Regions from separate parts of the Mus musculus genome. Here region 2 is linked to region 1. The links are chromatin contacts, called in public promoter capture Hi-C maps. All regions are on one chromosome and are shown on one strand. The core of a region is the stretch at or near the end of the contact, and the rest is flanking DNA. Distances in the headings are between cores, read along the strand shown. Region 1 holds the start of Wdr66 (WD repeat domain 66). Region 2 holds the start of Zcchc8 (zinc finger, CCHC domain containing 8).

The links. Promoter capture Hi-C pulls out the DNA fragments that hold promoters and counts their contacts.
Region 2: a promoter capture Hi-C map of liver shows a contact between it and region 1, with 3 times the contacts expected there. The contact joins the promoter of Zcchc8 here to the promoter of Wdr66 in region 1. A contact is called at or near these places in 6 of 39 promoter capture datasets (the 3T3-L1 cell line, embryonic stem cells, frontonasal cranial neural crest and 2 more), 1 of 484 Hi-C or Micro-C datasets (pre-B cells) and 1 of 9 other capture datasets (liver).

Annotation. Positions count from the first base shown.
Region 1 is chr5:123,251,606-123,256,440 of GRCm38.p6, reverse strand. Wdr66 (WD repeat domain 66) reads right to left here and starts at 2,653. Exons shown (of 21, transcript NM_001370840.1): 1 at 1,683-2,653; 2 at 195-437. The coding sequence starts at 2,636. It also overlaps the pseudogene Rpl35a-ps6.
Region 2 is chr5:123,718,148-123,722,982 of GRCm38.p6, reverse strand. It overlaps Zcchc8 (zinc finger, CCHC domain containing 8), which reads left to right and starts at 1,939. Exons shown (of 14, transcript NM_027494.3): 1 at 1,939-2,260; 2 at 3,449-3,491. The coding sequence starts at 2,053.

The DNA.
Region 1 (4,835 bases), core at 1,404-3,903:
AAGAAAGGGGGGAACATCCAATAATAAAAATAAAGGTGAACAGAGGCTAAAAAAAAGAGCCAAGGTTATCTTCTGCCTTTCACATGAATGTGGGCACACACACCCGTGCGCACACCGGAACTTCCTAGACATACACAGGTGCCTTATCTCACAATGATGTCCAAGCCTAGGAATGACATGCCATTTACACTCACCAAAGGGTACACCTTGGAGTCCTCCTCCTTCTGGAATAAGGTGTCCTCTGTGGAGACAGACACCAGTGACTCCTCCGCACTCAGTCCTTTGGACTGGAATAATTTTCGTCTTTCTTCCAGGGAGAGTCTTGCTTCATCTTTTCCTTGGGCTAAAATGTCTTCAGGCTTCTGGCTGGCTTCCTCGGTATCATCCACTTTCATACTGTTATCTTTGTAAATCTGGCTTACTTCTGGACTATCAGCCTTGAAAGGGAAACGAGATTCTGACCCTGCACGTCACATACCCAAGGCTCTGCGCTCCTATCCCCTGCCTGTTTTCATGTCCAGCCAGCCAGTCTCAGGCTAACAGGTGATTCAAAAGGGAGCCTGGGTCTCTTTCCGCCATCTTGGCGCCTGTGGAGGCCTGCTGGGAACAGGACTTCTAACAGCAAGTATGTCTGGAAGGCTGTGGTGCAAGGCCATTTTTGCTGGCTACAAGCGAGGTCTCCGGAACCAAAGAGAGCACACGGCTCTTCTTAAAATTGAAGGCGTTTATGCCCGAGATGAAACGGAGTTCTACTTAGGCAAGAGATGTGCTTATGTGTATAAAGCAAAAAACAATACAGTGACTCCTGGAGGTAAACCAAACAAAACCAGAGTGATCTGGGGAAAGGTAACTCGGGCCCACGGAAACAGCGGTATGGTTCGTGCCAAATTCCGAAGCAACCTTCCTGCAAAGGCCATTGGACACAGAATCCGTGTGATGCTGTACCCATCCCGGATTTAAACTAATGGAGAGTAAATAAACAAAAGGGAGCCTGGGACATTTTATACTAAAGAAATGAATCCAGGCTGTGTTCAGGTTAACTCTTGGCCTAACAGACCCACCCACCAAAGGCCACACAGTAGGCTCTTGGAAACACCACTAGGAGTCTTGTCCTTGGACCAGGGCTGGGTTCTTTCTTGGGGGGAGCAAGCTGTGAGAAATTCACACTATTATATCACAGGAACTCAGTCCCAAGACCTTCAGCTGACCTACTGACCCTTTACAAGTTAGGTACACACTTCATGGAAGCTTGGACTGACCTGCCTCCAAACTGGATTAAACCACCCTCCTAGGCATCTCAAAATTACTGAACTTAGCATATGGTTTTCTCTTCTCTTTAATGTGTGTATTTATGTGGTGTGTGTGTGTGTTGTGCAGGTGCTCAAGGAGTCCAGAAGAGGACATTGAATTAATTCCCTGGATCTAAAGTTATAAGGCATTTCATCATGGGTGCTGGGAACCCAAAATTCAGCCCTCAGTAAGAACAGCTAGGGCTCTTAATGGCCTGGCTGTTTCTCCAACCTCGGGACTGTCTCACTTTGGTTTTGTACTCCCACAGCCTGGCACATGCCAAGCACCAAGCGACAGACAATTCAGTGTAAATGGGTGGACAAGCTTCGGGGAGGACTCACCAGGGAGGATGATTCTGAGTAAGTGGGTGGATGAGCTTGGGGAGGACTCACCAGGGAGGAGCTTGACCTGGGTGGCTCATGGCTGATGACAATATTGTCCACCAGGGCTGTTTTGTTTTGCTTCTCTTTCTTTTCCTCCTTGGCTCGTCCAGCTTTTGTCTCAGTTGTCTCAGTATCTTCCTCCTCCTCCTCCTCCTCCCGCTCCACACTCTTCTCTTTCTCTTCCTCTTCTCTTCCCTCCTCCCTTTCCCCCTCATGTTCCGCCTCTTCCTTCTCCTGGCCCTCTTCCTCACCTCCCCTTTCCTTACTTCTCTCGCTCTCCTCACTTTTTTCCTCTTCACCGCTCTTCTCTTCCTCCCATCCCTCTTCCTCTTCCCTTCCTCTCACTTCACTTTCTTCCTCCCCTCTCACTTCCTCTCCCTCTCTCTGCTCCTCCTTCTCCACCCACTCCTCCAGCCCCTCTCCATCCTCCTGAGACTCCTCCCATGACAGTGAGCCCTCAGTTAGGCTCTGCTGCAGAGCATCTTCTTCAAAACTTGGATTATATTCCTCCTTCTCCTCCTCCTCCTCCTCCTCCTCCTCCTTCTCCTCCTCCTTCTCCTCCTCCTCCTTCTCCTCCTCCTCCTCCTCCTTCCCCTCCTCCTCCTCCTCCTTCCCCTTCCCCTCCTCTTCCTCCTCCTCCTCCTTCTCCTTCTCCTCCTCCTTCTCCTCCTCCTCCTTCTCCTCCTCCTTCTCCTCCTCCTTCCCCTTCCCCTCCTCTTCCTCCTCCTCCTCTTCCTCCTTCTTCCCCTTCTCCTCCTCTTCCTCCTTCTTCTCCTCCTCCTTCCCCTCCTCCTTCTCCTCCTCCTTCTCCTCCTCCTTCCCCTTCTCCTCCTCTTCCTCCTCCTCCTTCTCCTTCTCCCCCTCCTCTTCCTCCTCTTCCTCCTCCTTCTTCTCCTCCTTCTCCTCCTCCATCTCTCCACTTTCTCTTGATTCTTCTAGGGGGTTTTCTTCTGTATCTGACATTTCTTCTGTAGTTTCCGCTACAGAAATTTTAACGTAGATTCAGCAGGTCCCTCTATTTCCTGTGCCGGCTTCCTGAGGTGCTAACACGTCGAAATGGGCAGAAGCAGCTCTGGTCCCTTCCTGTGGGAAGAAAAGAATGGCAGCTTCTTGGGAAAGCCCAGCTCAAGTCTCAGAAATCTTTAAAATATTGACTTCCAGGGCCTCCCATCTTTCTAGGACTGATCTTAGAGTCTTCTCACTTTAAATAATTCATATTCCCACAGGCAACAAAATGCATAAGGCAAGCATTTGCAAAACCCTGCTGGGAGGAAGAAGAGAGGGAGATGGGCTGATGACTGAAGTGTAAGCTTGCCAGCTAAAGGTTCCCTCCTCTCCAACTTCCGCTAGCCTCGTTCTGTGACTAGACGCAAGCCATTTTACCCTTTCTTCAAATTTGCTCACAGGCAAAAAAATAAAAATGATAATCCTACATTCTCACATGATTTGCAGACTGGGGCAATACATGTCAAATGCTCAACACAGGTTCACCCAAAGTGTTTGCCAAAAAAAAAAAAAAAAAAAAAGCAGGGTGGGGGATATCAGGTACTATGGGGATAAAAGCAATAGTTTTCTGCAAAGAACCTGAGAGTTTTAAAGACCTCTGGGGCAGGTGAGACCCTAAGTCTAAGGTAGACAGAGCCCCCTCCTCTGGGAAACACATGGCCAGAAGAGAAAACTAACTCCCAAATCAACACATTCAACATGGTATGTGCAAAGAAAGAAAGAAAGAAAGAAAGAAAGAAAGAAAGAAAGAAAGAAAGAAAGAAAGAAAGAAAGAAAGAAAGAAAGAAAGTTAATTCTGGGCTGGAGAGATGGCTCAGTGATTAAGAGCACTCTGGCTGCCCTTTCAGAAGACCCAGGTTTGACTCCCAGCCATGACACGATCGCTCAGAACCATAAGTAACTTGAGTTTCAGGGGATCTGACACCCTCTTCTGTATTCTGCGGGAACTTCATAGGTGGTACACATACATACATGCAGACAAAACAGTCTCACACATAAAATCATTTTTTAAAAAAATTTAATTCCTCTGATACATTCTCTCATTTTGCACCTACATGAAGCAAGAGTTTGGGAGCAGGGGGCTAGGCCCATGTCTGTAATACTGCGATTCAGGAGGTAGAGACAGGAGGATCACTCGAGTTCTTAGGCCAGCACAATCTTTCTAAAAAAAGAAAGAAAGAAAGAAGGAAGGAAGGAAGGAAGGAAAGGAAAAGGAAAAGGAAAAGGAAAAGGAAAAGGAAAAGGAAAAGGAAAAGGAAAAGGAAAAGGAAAAGGAAAAGGAAAAGGAAAAGGAAATGAAAAAGTTTGTGGCCCTGGGAGGCACGACTTACGACAGAGCTAGAATTTAGTTCTTTTGTTTGAAAAAAATGCCACTTTGACATTTTCCACACCCAGGCGGGGGCAATGCCACAGGTGCGCAAGTCTATCCTACCACGAGGTCCAGGAGCCACCAGTTTCTTTTCCTGGGGACCTCCCAGGTCCCACACCCTTGCCGCTGCCTGGCCCGGACCCCAACCCGAGCCGCACCCTCCACTTCGCACTTACAGGGACGCTCCCACTTCTTTTCTCAAAAGCCTTGGGTCGTCCAGCCTCGGGAAATCCCAAGAGACCTCCAGGGGCTCCTGTCCATACTCCCTAGTGACGGTTGCCAACCAAGCTCCGTCCCTATGGCAACGGCTAGTCGCAGGAAAGCAAGGAAGCAGGATGGTAATCACGTGCCCAGAAAGCGGCCTCGAGGCGGACCAGCCTGCCCCCTGCCGGGCTAGCAGCTCACGCCACAGCTTTTTCCTAAAGGACACTTCCACAAGAGCTACTCCCCTACACTGGCGATTCTGACTTTCCTAAAGTTGGACAAGATGTAACGAAAGTAGTGTTTGCAGTTATTTTCTCCAGATTGGGCATTCGTAGGGGAGGGGAAACGGAGACCTGCTCAAAAAACTCGGTGGGGGTTGGGTGGTGGGGTTCCCTCAAGTGTCAGGAAGCCCTTCCGGAGGTCATAAAAGCAGTAAAATAAATAAATGAATGAACGGATGATTGAATGAATAAATAAATACATAAATAAAAACTAGACGTTGGGGGCTGGATAGATGGCTCAGTGGTTAAGATCACTCATTGCTCTTCCGAAGGTCCCGAGTTCAAATCCCAGCAACCACATGG
Region 2 (4,835 bases), core at 690-3,189, 470 kb before region 1:
TAAGAACTGTAGGAAAACTCTGAGGGGCTTCCAACCACTCATTGGGCAGTGTCATTGGCACTGTTGATGAGTGATGTTTTTCAAGCAATGCTGCTGAAACAGGTTCATGATTCAACCCCCACCCTCAGAAAGAACTCGGAGATGTAAATTGTTAGTATAAGTTAGGTTAAGATGTTTTTGCTAGGGACTGGAGAGATGACTCAGAAGTTAAGAGCACTGGCTGCTCTTCCAGTAGACCTGAGTTCAATTCATGCCACCCACATGGCAGCTCACAACTATCTGTAACTCCAGTTCTATGGGACCTGACACCCTCATCCAGCCATACATGAAGTGAAACACCAATGCGTATAAAATAAAAATAAAATACTAAAAAAAAAAAAAAAGTTTTTGCTTTGATATATAGGACTTTGGGGAACAATTTAATATCCAGACTGGTATACTTTTGAAAGTTGAACCAGGAATTTTTTTGAGGTCAGGGAACAAGAACAATGGTAGCTGAGCTAGTTCTTAGCTTATGTGGCTTTCTTGCTAAGGCTGGATGGGTCATCAAGTGATAATTACTTGTATCTATTTTTACCTTTATCTTCCTGATATAATTTGATAAAAAAAAATCAGTGAGTGGGTGTACAACTGAGGATTTAAAGTAGGAAGGTGGTGGTAGCTTAAGTCTTTAAACCCAGGACCTGGGAGGCAGAGGCTGGTGAGTTTGAGGACAGCCTGGTCTACAGAGCTAGTTCCAGGACAACCATGGGTACACAGAAGTTCCAGGTCAACCACGGGTACACAGAAAAACCTTGCCTCTGTGTGCATGCGTGCACACACACACAGACACCATACACACACACAAGCTTAGATTTCTGATTCTAAATACTCTTTTATAAGATTATTTTAAAAGATAAATAATTGATCTTTTCATTATAACTGCAAATTGTAGCCTGGTAGTACAAGAACTGGCTGAGAAAAAGTAGCTTGCTTGCTTACACTTAATCTATTATAATTTATTTAATTTTTTTTTTCACTTATAATACCTAAGACTTTCAATCTTGTAAAAGGTATGGTGTAACATGCTGGGTTTGGGGGGGGGGGTTGTTTGTTTTGTTTTTGGGGTTTTTTTTTTGCTTGTGTATTTATTATAATCATTCACTTACAAAATGTAGCCACATTGTAATCTTTGTACTACTTGGGAGATTTTGCTGGAAGATATAAGTTATGGGAGAAGTAATAAAGTTGTTGACGCTTGTTGAAGCCTTGCTTCACCGTGTGTGTGTGTGTGTGTGTGTGTGTGTGTGTGTGTGTGTGTGTGTGTTTGTGTCTGTCTGTCTGATTTACATTAATATCATCAACCCCTCCTTGGATCACTAAACGCGCTACAGGAGCTGGCCTCCAACAGAGACCATAACTAACCTGACATTATTTGTTACAGGTTATAATTTCCGGTGATTTTAACATGTGATGACGAAAATATCCATTCAAATCCAGCGGCATATGAAAGTAGAAACATAATAAAGGGTTTTCTGGTTTTTCTGTTTGTTTCGTCCCTGATAGGAGTTCATGAGAGTAGGCAGTGGAATAACTTCATTTTTCATTCATTTACAAATGAAACAAGCAAAATAAAGTGGCTTGTGTCTGAGAGCACATTTATCTACGGCAAAGGTAGAGTTCCTGTCTTCTCTTTTCGACGCTGGGGAACCGCACCACATTTTGTCAAAGCCATGTATCCGGCTTTGATTCCTTCAGCTTTAAACGCCTAACGGGGACAATCCATATTGTTTTAACTCATTCAGAACCGTTTTTTTAAAAAGAGCAATCCCAGTGTGCAACGCAAACAATGAGTCCCGTCGCTTAGAAACTACATATCCCAGAATGCCACGCTCTGTGGCCCATTCGGAAAGAGGCATGAGGGCGGCCTTGGCATTCTGGGAGTTGTAGTCTCCGTCCAGGACCCGCCCCTAGACGGCTTTGGAGGCCTGTGTGTGGAGAAAAGCCTCCAGGGAGAGCGGCTCTGGCCTCCAACCTTCGCCCCCTGCCCTCCAAGCTTTCCCACAGCCCAAGATGGCGGCCGGTGTGGATTTTGGCGACCTAGAGCTCTTCGAGGCGTTTGACCCACCAGAGGAGTCGACGCCGAAGCCCGTTCACACCCGGTTCAAGGACGACGAGGAGGAAGAGGACGACGACGACGACGAGAACGGGGTGGGCGATGCGGAGCTGCAGGAGCAGCTCCGGCGCTGCGAGGCCACCATCGAGCAGCTCCGCGCCGAGAATATCCTTCCGGCGCGATGGGCCGGGTGTCACTTGGCACTCGGGGTCTGGGTGGCGGCGGGCGGGGGACACGGCGGAATTTCCAAGAAGATTAGCATTCGAAGTCCTTCCTCCCGCGACCTGGCGGGCGGGCGGGAGTCTCGGTCCGGTTGCAGAAGCTGCATCCGCGGCCCGCGCGCGATCCCTTCCCCGCGAGCGTCCTCCAGTGCACACCACCCTGGCCCCCCAACTCAAAGCTGCTCTCAACTGTTGTGACACTGGAGACACTTCTCTCCCGGTCTTGGAGGTCACCGTGTTTTCTAACTTTGCGTGCCAAGCTCGAGAAGAGACGAGTCGTAGTGTAGTTGTGCGTTTGAAGGTGCGGGGCGTCGCAGCCGGGGAGTGGGATGATTTGTGGAGGGACGAAAGCTACGAGTGCCCACTGTGATGGAGAATCGGGGCGCGGGGGGGACGACCTTAAAGATTTAGCATGCGAAGAGACTTGCTAAATTGTCCAGATCGTTTTGATTTCTTGAGCTAACTTGCCTCCCGGTGCTCCGGGAAAAACGCGCCAAAATTCCCTTTGACTTTATTAACGTGATTATAACGTTTGTGGGTTTGCTAGTATGTTAATTTCCCGTTCTTAGGTAGTTTTGGTTCAGGTAACTTTCCTTTTGGAACTTAGCCTGAACCCTGAGCATGGTTGTTATGTCAACTTTTGAAGTTCAAGTCTGATTTTTTTTTCATGAAACCATTTTCCGTGACACACTTTATTATGAAAATTTATAAAATACTAGAGAGTTGAAAGGATTGTGTATTTCATATCCGTAGGGGTTCTCTCACATTCTTGCAAACATTTTGCTATATTAACTTTATCATTTATCTTTATGCTTTGACGTGGAAATTTTTCTTAATTGCTTCAACTTGTTCCGGGAACACCGCGGTCTAACTGAAATTTTTGGTTCATCTCTTAGACTGTTTCTGAACTCCAGGACCATGTCTTAGAATATATGTTCAAAGAGATGAAGACCTTATTTAATGTTCAGGTCCAGTTGTCCTGCCCTCGGCAAAACATGTACCCAGTGTTTTTCCTTCAAAGTACTGATTACGGGGCCTTCCTTTACATTTATGTCATTTGGATAACAAAAGTGAAAGTTTTAGTGGTTGGTTGTTATGTCCTGAGGACTGATATTCCTTAACCAGTAATAACATCAAGAACTTAAAAGAAAGTTGAACATTCTGACAAGACCCAGGTATGACATCTTGAAATTACACACGAGCTGCCTCTTGGCTCTCCTTCTCTAGTCACAGCATCCTTGTAGAAAAAGGAATTTTTGTATCATCCACAACTCAGAATCCAATGAAGAATTCAGTAACGGTTCTTTATTGTTGACTTAGGGGTATAAAGGAATTCTGGTAAGTGGGTTAAATGTCTAAACAGACTTAGTGGGTCTTTTTCCTCAATCCAGAAATTTTTGCTTGACAATTCAGAGAAGCAAGTTAGACCCAGCTGTTCATATTTAACACATTTCTGGTAAGATAAAATAAGTTTACAGTTATGTTAGCCGATGATTTCTTTACAGCTGTTATTATTACTGTTGTTATTATTGGTGGTGGTTGGTTGGTGGGATTTTGTTTTGGACAGGCAAGGGTGGGTTTACTGAGACAGTGTTTCTCATCTTGTAACCCAAACTAGCCTGGAATCCACTGTATGTTTACACTGGCCTTAACCTTATTGGTTTTTGTTTGTCTACCTTGAAAGTGCTGGGATAACAGGAGCAACCACACTAGCATTAAATATTTTTATTAATATTTGTAAAGTACGTATTAAATATTTTACAGTTACAGACAGTGCAGGTAGAGCATTTTTTGTTTTGTTGATACAGTCTTCTTGTAGCCTAAGCTGGTCTCTGGTTACAGTGTGGCTCAGGGTGACTTTGAACTCTTGGTCCTCCCGCCTCCCCTTCCCTAGTACTGGGATTACACCTAGGGCCAAGTCTGGCAAGGCACAGCACTTTAGAAGAAAAGGAAATATGCTTTTGAGAAAGTATCGAATGCAGGAGGCATGTATTCAGACATCTGCTTATAACAGTTACACTAATGCTGGCATCTCCATATGATAGGAATTTAACAAGTTACTAGATTAATTTTTTATTTATTTTGTTTTTTGAGTCAGGATTTTACTTTGTAGCCTTGAACTCCCAAGTCTTTGCATGAAACTCACTTTCAGTATACCAGGCTGGTCTCAAACCCAGCTGCCCTGGGTTTAATCTGAGTGCTGGGATTAAAACCACGTGCTACCACTGCAGCCTAGAGTACTTGCTAGTTTATGTAGAGCAGTTGCTCGTTTTTCCTTTCTTCCCATGTCCCTCCCCCCCCCCTCTTCCTTCCTTCCTTTTTTTCCAGCAGGGTCTGTGTAGTCCAGGCTGCTCTCAAACTCCTGGCATGCCTTCTGCCTTAACTTCCCAAGTGCTGGCGTTCCAGATAGGAGTCTTCTTGTCCAGTTGAAATATTTTTAGGCTTTGGAACTGGGAAGTTTTATTGTCTGTTCGTGTACTGGCTAGGCTGAGACCAGAATTTCAGGTAGGGTCTCTCGC